2 separate regions of the Sus scrofa genome follow, and region 2 is linked to region 1. A link is a contact called in public HiChIP or PLAC-seq data. All regions are on one chromosome and are shown on one strand. Each heading gives the region's core, a stretch centred on a gene start, on an enhancer-like site or on the middle of the called end of the contact. The rest is flanking DNA. Distances are from core to core; before and after follow the strand shown.

Evidence for each region. HiChIP or PLAC-seq counts read pairs in DNA pulled down with a chosen protein or histone mark.
Region 2: a contact with region 1 is called in an H3K27ac HiChIP or PLAC-seq map of alveolar macrophages. The contact joins two enhancer-like sites. A contact is called at or near these places in 1 of 5 promoter capture datasets (fetal liver), 26 of 47 Hi-C or Micro-C datasets (alveolar macrophages, blood, brain and 14 more) and 2 of 2 datasets of contacts at active chromatin or transcription factors (alveolar macrophages and skeletal muscle).

What each region holds. Positions count from the first base shown.
Region 1 is chr1:261,517,927-261,523,508 of Sscrofa11.1, reverse strand. GGTA1P (glycoprotein, alpha-galactosyltransferase 1 pseudogene) reads left to right here. Exons shown (of 8, transcript NM_213810.3): 7 at 4,307-4,444. Among named protein-coding and RNA genes, the nearest start is that of GGTA1P, 67 kb to the left of the region's middle. Within about 2 kb of position 3,443, at least 25 of the 83 cell types and tissues checked have an H3K27ac peak or open chromatin away from gene starts, as enhancers often do. A contact at or near this core is called in alveolar macrophages, liver, mesenteric adipose tissue and 3 more, where this site is marked.
Region 2 is chr1:261,619,336-261,624,917 of Sscrofa11.1, reverse strand. No RefSeq gene overlaps it. Among named protein-coding and RNA genes, the nearest start is that of GGTA1P, 34 kb to the right of the region's middle. Within about 2 kb of position 3,132, at least 28 of the 83 cell types and tissues checked have an H3K27ac peak or open chromatin away from gene starts, as enhancers often do. A contact at or near this core is called in alveolar macrophages, liver, mesenteric adipose tissue and 3 more, where this site is marked.

The DNA.
Region 1 (5,582 bases), core at 2,194-4,693:
GAAAGATGAGCCACTGAATTAATATATTTATAGAAATATATTATAGATATATTTATAGAAATGTGTCCTCTGTATTCTACCTGAAACATATTAAGTGTATTCTGTATACATTTTTACATCAAGATCTCTCAGCCTCTGTAGCACCACATCCTCTTAGTTTTCCTCCGACTTCTCCAGCTCCCTTGTCAGTCTCCTTGATTGGGGCCCCTCCCTCTTCTCAGCCAGGAAGTGTTAGAGTTTCTGGAGGTTGAGTCCATTATCCTCATCTCTTTTCTTTATACACTGTCTTCATCCATTTCTGTGGCATTAGATACCATTCATGGGACAATGACTACTGCATTTATATCTTTAGCCCAAAGGTTTTCTCTGAGCCCCAGTTGTGTCTAACTCTTGCCTGACATCACTGCAGGTCTCGCATGACCCAGATGGAGTTTGGGTTTTTTTGTTTGTTTTTTTGTTTTTTGTCTTTTTAGGCCGTACCTGAGGCATAGGGAGTTTCCCAGGCTAGGGGTTGAATTGGAGCTCTAGCTGCCGGCCTGCACTGTAGCCACAGCAACACCAGATCCAAGCCGTGTCTGTGACCTACACCACAGCTCACGGTAACGCCAGATCCTTAACCCACTGAGCAAGGCCAGGGGTCGAACCTGCATCCTCATGGATGCTAGTCAGATTTGTTCCCACTGAGCCATGACGGGAACTCCCAGAGGGAGTTTTTGATTCCACCCCACCCTCATTCTTCTCATTTCCCATCTCAAGCAAGAGTCAGGAGACCTCCATGATTCACTGTTCATCCTTCCTTCATCCAGTCCACAGTCTAATTCATCTACATGTTCTGTTCATTCTTCCCACGTCATCTCCCTCTCTCCATCACCCTTGTCCATGGCATCATTAGCTCTTTGCTGGATCACTGTGTACGTCCTGCTGCCTGGAAGGAATCCAGTAAGTAACACATTGTTGCATTCCTCATTTTTTTCCACCTGCTGTATGATTCATAGAATTTTAACACTTCCTCTGCCCAGCCCTTCAGGACCACAGTGTACTCATAAATAAGTACATAAAATTGAAAAGCTACCAACTACCTAGGTAGGTGGTGCGTTTGGATTTTGGAGACCCTTTTATTTTGTGGAAGTCTTTGGTTTGCACTGGTGGAACCCCACATGCCGAAGTAACGCAGTGGGTGCCCGGCTTAAAAAACTGAGCAGTTTCCAGTGTTTCCTGGACTTTTCCCTCCTTTTCGAGCCCTCTCTTGATGACGTTGGGCAGCTTTTGCTCTTACACATACTTGGCCTGCCTGCTGTTACTTCTTCTTTTTCTGTGGGCCGGGGTGGGGGTGGGGTTTGAGCAGAGGTTCATCCAGGAAGCTGATCTCAATCATCCTCCCACCTCCTCCTCCTGCCCACGGCCAGTGTTTTCAGCCTGTCATATGGCTTCCTAGTCAGGGTTGCTGACATGTTGGAATTGCCAGTGGAATTTAATAATTAACAGCTGGGAAATAGAGCATTTTAATTTTTAATTCGACGTTAATTTTTAATATTGCTACTTTTTCTCCCCCCTGCTTAAAAGGAATCTTCCCAGCCAAGTAACCAAACTGGACACTGGTGTTCTGAATCGGTCTTTCTAGAAGGTGTAGTCTGAGGGGTTGTGCGGCTGAGGAGTGTGCGGCAGGCTGACCACCTGTCAGGGATGGGAAGTTCTCAAGGGGTAGGATGGGTCTGATCTCCGTCTTTAGCCCTGGGCCCCGGCAGATGGAGCAGGGACTTGGCAGATGTGCATCGAGGAGGTGATGCCCTGGTGTGGCCCCTCCTATTGGTTGAATGGCTAAAAACATAGTTTCCTTCTCTCTCACCCCCGACTTTCTTTATTTGTGAAATGGAGGTGATGATAGCACCCACTCTTGAACGTGGTTGTAAGGATTCAATGAGAGAATAAAAGTCCGGTACTTAACCCCAGTGCTTGTGACTAGTAAATAAGAATACCTCCTTTCCTCCTCTTCCTCCTTCTCTTTCTCTTCCTTTTCTTTGCTTAAAGATAATATTGCCTGCTTGCCAGATGTTCAGCTCACACACAGCTGCATGGCTTAACTGATAGGCTGGGGTCTGAACTGCTAAGAATCCTTGACAGGCTACACTAAGGACAGGAATGAATGAAGTGACAGTGCATGGGAAACGGTTATAGAATGATAAGCCTAAGCCGTGTGTGTGTGTGTGTGTGTGTGTGTGTGTGTGTGGTTTTTTTGGTTTGAAATCCAGTCATTCAACAAAGCTGGGGCTTTTATGTGAGAAAAGCATCACATAAGTTTCTAAAAACAAAACAAAACAAACAAAAAAAAAGCTCATCATTTTTTTTTATTCTGCCCTGATAAAAATGCTGAAGTAGCTCAAATGAGTGGAAATGATGACATACCTGGGTTTTAACTCCAGTTCATTGGTACAGCAAGTAAATAGCCAAGAAGCCATAGAGGGTAGTGGTTCAGAGCACAGACCACAGTCAGACTATCTGGGTTCAAATCCCAGCTTGGCTCCTTACTAGCTGTGTGACCTCAGGCAAGTTATTTCACCACTCTGTGCTACAGTTTCCTCACAGATAAAATGGGAATCAAAATATAGCAACCCCACCCCCACAAAAGGGTGAAGCTCTTGGCACTGTGCCTGGTCCCATAGGAAGGAGCCAGTGTGTGTTAGTTACCATCATCTGCTGTTTGGCCTTGGTCAAGTTAACAAGCCTTCCTGAGCCTTGATTTTCATATCTGTACATTGAGCATACTACATGGCCAAGCTTTTGCAAGGACTAAATGAGAGAAAGTGTATGTGAAAGTACCTGGCACAAGTTGGTACAGAGTCCAAAACAGCTTCTTTCATGATTGGTGGAAACCAAGAGCAGGTGTCCCCAAGGGGCGGTCATACCTGGGGTGTGAAGGCAGAGCTGGGGTGTGGGGTTTGAGCAGCCTAGCCATGTCCCCTCCATCTCTGCAGAATTACTCTTAGGGGAGGAAGGAAGCAGGCTTGAAGCAGGGCATGGGGTGGGGGTGGGAGGGCAGAGGCCTCCAGAATACGGGTGCAGAACTTGGTGACGAGGGACAGAAGGCATGAGCAAGAAGTGGGGGTGACCCAGCCTTGCCCAATCTCGCAGGGAAACATGGTTTCTCCCATGGGGGAGGGGCAGGTTTGTGAAAACCCTTCCTCCACCCGCGTATGAGGGTGGGGGTATGTTCTCGCTGGGCTAACATCTCCTAGACAGCCTCACCAGGGCCATACCCAGGCAGCCAGCAGGGGCCCGATGGGACCCCCAAGACGTTGCCCCAACCACTGGCCTTCTCCCTGCAGTGGCTGAAATACAAGCACACAGCTAGCAGGGGCCAGGCCCTCTCATGTTGTGTTGGGGGTTGAATCTAAATGACCACGTTTCAGTCTGTTTCCGACGGGGAAGTGCAGCCACTTCCAGAGCAAATGGGGTTTGAGCCAAGTCTTCTCAGCTCCCTCCTGCCTCTGGGGGGCCCCAGCTGCTACCCAGACTTCCCGCATTTACTCTTTACAATTTGTCCGTTGCTCTTCCGTGGCTTCCTGTGTTTGTGTTGGCTTTGCTAAGTCCCTTTCAAGTGTTCTGGGTGCAGAGAACATGCCCCCTCCCCTCCCGCTTTTGTGCTTCTAGTCAAGAGGCGACATGATCTGAGAGAGGTCTGAGCCCGAGCCCTGTGTGTCACCCATGGCCACAGTTAGCCCGCCGGGTCCCTTCTTTTCTGGGTGACTGTCTCCTTCTTCGTAAAATGAACCACAACACCAGGTCCCCTTAGTCTGGGGCCCTTTTTGTCCGATAACCAGGTTCCTACCCAGAAATTGCTTTCTGGCAGAAGGCAAACTGAGACAGCTTCTTCCTCTTTCAGCTCAAATGTCACTCTCTCATCCCGCTAGTCAAGCCATAGGGCTTTCTCAGGGTCAGGTGGCACCCACTGGGATAAGCAACACCCAAAGATGTCGCTGGCAGCTTAGGAAGGGCCTGGGGAGATAGGCGAAGGGGTTTGGAAGGAAGATTGAGGACGAGGACAGCAGAACAGGGGGACGGAAGGTACATACACGTTGTACAGGTACGATCCCCAAAGGGGCCACCAGGGCAGCCCGCAGAGGCACCTGGGCCAGAGCCTCCTGTCCCTCCCCCAGAAGATGCTGCAATGTCACACCACCAGCTGACTGGGGCTAAAATACAGTCAGGATTCAAGGCCAGTCACCACAAGCCATGACTGACCCATGTTCCCCCAGACTGTCACTGCATACCTTAGCAAAGCCATCCTGACTCTATGTTTTGTCACCAGGAAACGCCCAGAGGTCGTGACCATAACCAGATGGAAGGCTCCAGTGGTATGGGAAGGCACTTACAACAGAGCCGTCTTAGATAATTATTATGCCAAACAGAAAATTACCGTGGGCTTGACGGTTTTTGCTGTCGGAAGGTAGGTGTTGCTAATAAAACTGGCCTTGAGTTTTTCCCCTTCCACTATCAGAGGATGGGTGAGGGGCCCCTGGGTTTACAGAGGCTGTTCATGTCATGTCTGAATTAGTGGAGAGGAGAATGGTGTCACAGGGCCATTTTAGACTCCCTTCTGCTGAGGTCCCCAAAGGCTAAGAATAAAACTAGTCAGAGGGTCAACTCTTTCCCACCTCAGGGTGAGGGGCTTGGGTTGCAGGGAAGAAGATCTGCTATACCCACTGCACCCAGAGTCGACAGTACACCCACAGCCACCTCCGCCCTGACCTCCACGGCCCTCTGTGGAAATTCCAAAAATGGCAGCTGTTAGATGGCCTGTGTGTGTGTCGTTTCTCCTATGCTCTCGAGACCCCAGACCAAGGACCAAAGACAGAAGTGTCCTAAGTGGAGTGGTTTTCCACCTCCGCATGGCTGACCACTCCTCTGTGCCTTCTGCCTATTCCTCCTGGAGGGTTTGGCCCGGGGAGATTAGGCTGCTCAGAACTTCCTCTTCCAGAGGTTGGATAGGTTCCTGTTTCAGCCCCCGTTTCCTTGTTTGGAACTTTTCTCCCCAAACTGTAATCATTCTTACTTAAAAGTAGTAGCTGTAATGTTCATTTAAAATATAACCCAGTTTTCTTTTTTAGAGAATCCCCCCCCCTTTTTTCCAAAACAAAAGCAAAAGTTCAATTTTCCTGTTCACCTCCGTGCCCCTTCCCTCCCCCACATCCATGGGCCTTTCCATCTGTACCTTTTCTGAAAGCCACAAAGAAACTGAATCACTTTGTTATACAGAAAAAATTATCACAACATTGTAAGACAACTATACTTCAACAAAACTTAAAAAAAAATCAGAAAGAGAAAGAAAGAAAAAGAAAAAAAGGAAGGAAGGAAGGGAGTTCCCATCATAGCTCATTGGTTAATGAATCTGACTAGCATCCATGAGGACACAGGTTCAATCCCTGGCCTTGATCAGTGGGTTAAGGATCTGGTGTTGCCGTGGGCTGTGGGGTAGGTCACAGATGCATTTCGAATCTCGCATTGCTGTGGCTCTGACGCAGGCCAACATCACAGCTCCGATTGGACCCCTAGCCTGGGAGGGTGCAGCCCTAAAAAAGCAAGAA
Region 2 (5,582 bases), core at 1,883-4,382, 100 kb before region 1:
TGCTTCACTGAGTTTTTTTCCCTTCCTTATTGCCTTTAGTGTGATGACATTATTTGTTCATACCGTTGGGTTCATCTGCTACTGTTTGTATAACTTTGAGTGTCCAAAGTTACACAATCTATTGCTTCTATTTAGTTAGCTTTGGGATGTGTGAAATACTGTCATGGTCCTATGAGTCGGGACTGAACAAAACGTCAGAGAAATGCCACCTCCTTGTTTCCATTTTCCCTTCTTGCTACTTTGATGACACTTACACCCTATAGATAACCAATCCTATTAACTTCTGGTTTAGCCTTACCATATTTCTTTTGCTCAAAGGAGGAGATACATGTGCGTTTTCTCATGTCCCTTTAAAAAAATACTTATCTTGAAAACTTTTTTTTTTTTTTCTTTTTTTTAGGGTCTTACCCACGGCATAGGGAAGTTCCCAGGCTAGGAGTCGAACTGGAGCAACCGCTGCCAGACTATGCCACAGCCACGCAGGATCCAAGCCGTGCCTGTGACCTACCCCACAGTTCATGGCAACGCCAGATCCCTGACCCACTGACCGAGGCTGGTATCAAACTCGCATCCTCATGGATACTGGTCGGATTCGTTTCTGCTGCACCATGACGGGAACGCCTTGAAGACATTTTTGCAAAAGTTTCTATTGGGTAAATTCCAAGCCTGAGATTTCTGGTGTGTGCTGCATGCTTCTTGAATTATGTAAATTGCTTCCCCTAGTGGAGCAGGTGCTCCGTGAATAGCAGAGGAATGAACGAATTCTCACCTTGAGACCAACTAACTCACTGTGTGATTTGGAGAAAGTCTCTTCCCGTCTCTGGACTTGAGTTGCTCCAATGTTATAGGCAAGAAAAGGCTCTTCCAGCTCCGGCGTTATAGCACAGGATCACCACCATATATAAGGCAGCAGAATGAACAGGCACATCTCACTTTATGGGGCTTTGCAGATTTTGCATTTTTTTGTAGATTGAAGGTTTGTGACAACCCTGCATTGAGCAAGTCTATGGTGTCATTTTTCCAACAGCCTTGGCTCACTTCATGTCTCTGTGTCGAGTTTCGGTTATTTGCCCAAAATTTCAAACTTTTTCATGATTTTTAGATTTGTTATGGTGACCTGTGATCAGTGACCTTTTTTTTTTTATGGCCGCTCCTGTGGCATATGGAAATTCCCAGGCTAGGGTTTGAACAACTGCAGGCCTACACCGAAGCCACGGTAACCCAGGATCTGAGCCTCATCTTCGAATTACGCTGCAGCTTGTGGCAATATCAGATCTTTAACCCACTGAGCTAGGCCAGGGATTGAACCTGCATCTTCACAAGGACTATGTCAGGTTCTTAACCCACTGAGCCACAATGGGAATTCCAGTGATCTTTGATGTTACTGCCACGACTTGCTGAAGGCTCAGATGATGGTTAGAATTTTTTTTTTCAGCAATAAAGAACTTTTTGTCCTCTTTTTGGGGCCACACCCTCGGCATATGGAGTCTCCCAGGCTAAGTGTTTAATCAGAGCTGTAGCCGCTGGCCTATGCCACAGCCACAGCAACTCGGGATCCGAGCTGCATCTGTGACCCACACCAAAGCTCACGGCAACGCCGGATCCTTAACCCATTGAGTGAGGCCAGGGATGGAACCCGCAACCCCGTGGTTCCTAGTCGGATTCCTTAACCACTGAGCCACGATGGGGACGCCAATAAAGCATTTTTAAATTAAAGTATACATTGTTGTTTTTGTTGTTGTTTGTTTGTTTTTTGTTTGAGGCTCTGTCTATGGTATATGGAAGTTCCTGAGCCAGGGATCAAACCTACACCACAGCAGCACCCTGAGTCACTGCAGTGACAAGGCTGCCTACTGTGCCACAAGGAACTCCTACATTTCTTTTTTTTTTGTCTTTTTGCCTTTTCTAGGGCCCCTCCCACAGCATATGGAGGTTCCCAGGCTAGGGGTCTAATCGGAGCTGTAGACGCCGGCCTACGCCAGAGCCATAGCAACATGGGATCCGAGCCGCATCTGCAACCTACACCACAGCTCACAGCAATGCCAGATCCTTAACCCACTGAGCAAGGGCAGGGATCGAACCCGCAACCTCACGGTTCCTAGTTGGATTCATTAACCACTGAGCCACAACAGGAACTCCTACTTTTTTTTTTTTTCAAAGACGTAATGCTATTGCTCACTATACTGTAAGGTAACCTAACTTTTATATGCACTGGGAAACCAAAAATTCATGTGACTTTATTGCTACTTTGGCTTTACTGTGATACTGGTTTTACTCCAGTGGTCTGGAACCCAACCCAAAAGAAATATCTACATGATGTGTCTGTGTTTGGCCTCTTCCCTCTGTACTTTTCACGACACTTCCCACTTCCTGTTACCTAACCCCTCCATTCCATCTCCATAAACATAATTAAAAAAAAAAAAACAGCAACAACCAGGCTTGAAGGCTAAACTATTAATGGACACTTGTCTTGAGTACCATCTCCTTCAACCCTCATGAAACCCACCTGCAGTAGCAATTCTTATGATGATTCCTATTTTACAGACGAGGAATTCAAAGCCAGGGAGGTTCAGTCACTTGCCCAAGGCTGCATCATTCTAAATTGGGGAGCAAGACCTGAACTCTTATCTGTCTTGTATCTGAGTCCATGTGGTCACACACTTGGCAGAACTTTCTCCCTGTCCCCATGGCACATCCCTGTAAGCCTGGTCCTTAACACATTGTTGACCAAATCTCCCGTGCCTGGGGAGTATAAATAGTGATTCTACACACAGATACGTCAAAGCCTTTCTCCCTCATAGTTCCTCAGCTCTGTACTGGCCTCTGTGACTTTTCAGAGGCTGCCGAGTTGCCTGGTTACGAGGGTGCTTCCGAAAGCACGCAACTCCTTTTTTCTTGCAACATTCCATGTATTAATTCTTTGGGCCACATCTTAACTAACATCACGCTTGGGGTTTCAGAAACAACGTGACCCCTTTCTTGGGGGCAAAGAGGCTCACAGCCTGGAAACCACGCATGGGATAAAGGATGACTCTGACATTCAGGACTTCAGGTCCTGGAAGAGCTGTCAGGGGAGAAGGTCAGAGCAGCAGGACTTGCCTGGCCTGCTGTGTGTCAGACGCTGTTAATGTTGCTTCCGATTGTTGGTTTGAGAGCCAAGATCGTGCTCCTTCCTCTTTTATCTGGGGTGAGGGCGTTTGGCCTTGGCTGCACTTCCTTTGACTCATGAGGCAAGTGCTAAATATGGTTTCTCTTGTGCCTGCTATTAGAAAATGTCCCCTGCCAGGCAGGACAAAAAATATACAAAGCCCCCTGAGACAAGGAGGCTCTCTCAGAACAGCTCTTTTTGATGATAAATTCTGCCCAGGGCTGCAACCTTGCACAACTCCAGGAGGTGCTGTTTACATAGAAAGTACATGAAACACTAAGAATGCTCCTCCACTGGCCTCCAACCTAGTGGCAACCCTAAAACCTTGCAGTGCAGTGGCCTTGATGCTGTCTCCTTCCAGTTCCCAGGTCAAAAATTAAGGTTAGTTCTGCTGAAAATGAGGAAAAGGGAGAATTTTAAGAAACACTGTGCCTCCAAATTCTTGCAGTTCCAGCATTTTTGAAAAGGTCTTAATGAAAATTAGTACCAGAGTTCCTATCGTGGCGCAGCGGAAAGGAATCTGACTAGGAACCATGAGGTTGCATGTTCAATCCCTGGCCTCACTCAGTGGGTTAAGGAGCCAGTGTTGCTGTGAGCTCTGGTGTAGGTTGAAGATGCGGCTCAGATCCTGCTTTGCTGTGGCTGTGGTATAGGCCGGCAGCTGTAGCTCCGATTACACCCCTAGCCTGGGAACCTCCATATGCCATGAGTGCAGCCCTAAAAATCCCCCCCCCAAAAAAAAGTACCAAAAAAATTATTTTAGGAGTTCCCTGGTGGCCTAGTGTTTAAGGATTCTGTGTTGTCACTGCTGTGGCTTGAGTTTGATCCCTGGCCCTGAAAGTTCCACATGACTCGAGTGTTTCCCTGCCTCCCCCCCCAAAAAGTGAGAGAGAAATGCCCTGATCAGGTATATTCAGAAAATTCCAGGTTAAGTAAAATGAAACAGATTGCTTTGCGACAGGACTTATCAGAGACTTTCATACACTAAAGAATCTTTAAATCCAAGAGGAAGAAGGAAGACATGGGCTGTGGCATTTCTCAAACTTATTTCACTGTAGAATCTGCCCTCCCCACCCTTTTTAGGGCCACACCTGGAAGTTCCCAGGCTAGGGATCGAATCGGAGCTGCAGCTGCCAGCCTACACCACAGCCACAGCTACACCAGATCCGAGCTGCATCTGTGACCTACACCACAGTCTTTGGCAATGCCAGAACCTTAACCCACTGAGCAAGGCCAGGGCTCAACCCCGCATCCTCATGAATAAGCTGAGCCACAACGGAACTCCCTCCTTTTCCCCTTTTTGAAAACTAATGTTTCAGGAAACACAATGTGAAACTCTGGGGCAAGAATGTATTTCCCAAAAAATCAACTTTCCTCAAGGACGTACCGAAAACATCATTTCCCCCCTCCTGCCCCTCCCAGCTTGAATAACTGTGTTCGATCCCTGAAACTGCTGAGAAGGCGCCCAGCCCACCAGTTCACAGGCCCCAGAATCAACTGTGGTATCTGTTGAACTCTAGGATGTGTGCTTGTCGAGCTGGTCCAGTGTGTGTGGCTGAGAAGCCTCAGCTTCCCACCCAGGGCTGCAGCTCCCAGACTGAATGGGACTATCAGGAAACCACTATGAGGGCTAGGACTCCCTGGAATTCTGTTCTGAGCTGGGCTCTGCCCCACCCTCTCACCCCACCCCATCGCCTATGACCTCCTACCTTTTTTTGCTCCAGCTTTGGCATTAAACAGAACTGGGTTCTCGTTTTGACTCTGCCCCTCACCAGCTATGTAAACCTGGGTGTTACAGCACCCCCCCCCTTAGGGTTAATTATGCCCAAATCACAAAACTTGTACTAATCCAGACAAAACTCTAATTCGAAAAGATACATGTACCCGTATGTTCATAGCAGTACTATTCACAATAGCCAAGACATGGAAACAACCTTAATATCCGTTGACAGATGAATGGATAAAGAAGAATGGTACATATATACGGTAGAATATTACTCAGCCATAAAGAAGAATGAAATAATGCTATTTGCAACTCCATGTATGGACCTAAAGATTATTATACTAAGTGAAGATAAGTCAGAAAGAGAAAGGAAAATACCATATATCGCTTATATGTGAAATCTAAAATACAATACAAATGAACTTACCTATGGAACAGAAACAGACTCACAGACATAGAGGACAGACTTGTGGTTGCTGGGGTGGTAAGACCTCTTTGGTTGAGTGATCCCAGCTATGCCACTTACTGGCTGTGTGTCCTTGTGCAATGTACTTCTTGACCCTGAACTTCAGTCTTCTAACTCTTAAGGTAAGAATAATCATGTCAGCGAGTTAGTGAGAAATTGAATAAGATAATGAATGTAAATGCTCTTTGGAAGCTGTGCAGTCTTGTGTACTTATAGTAACCATGGTAACAACAAATGCATTGGTG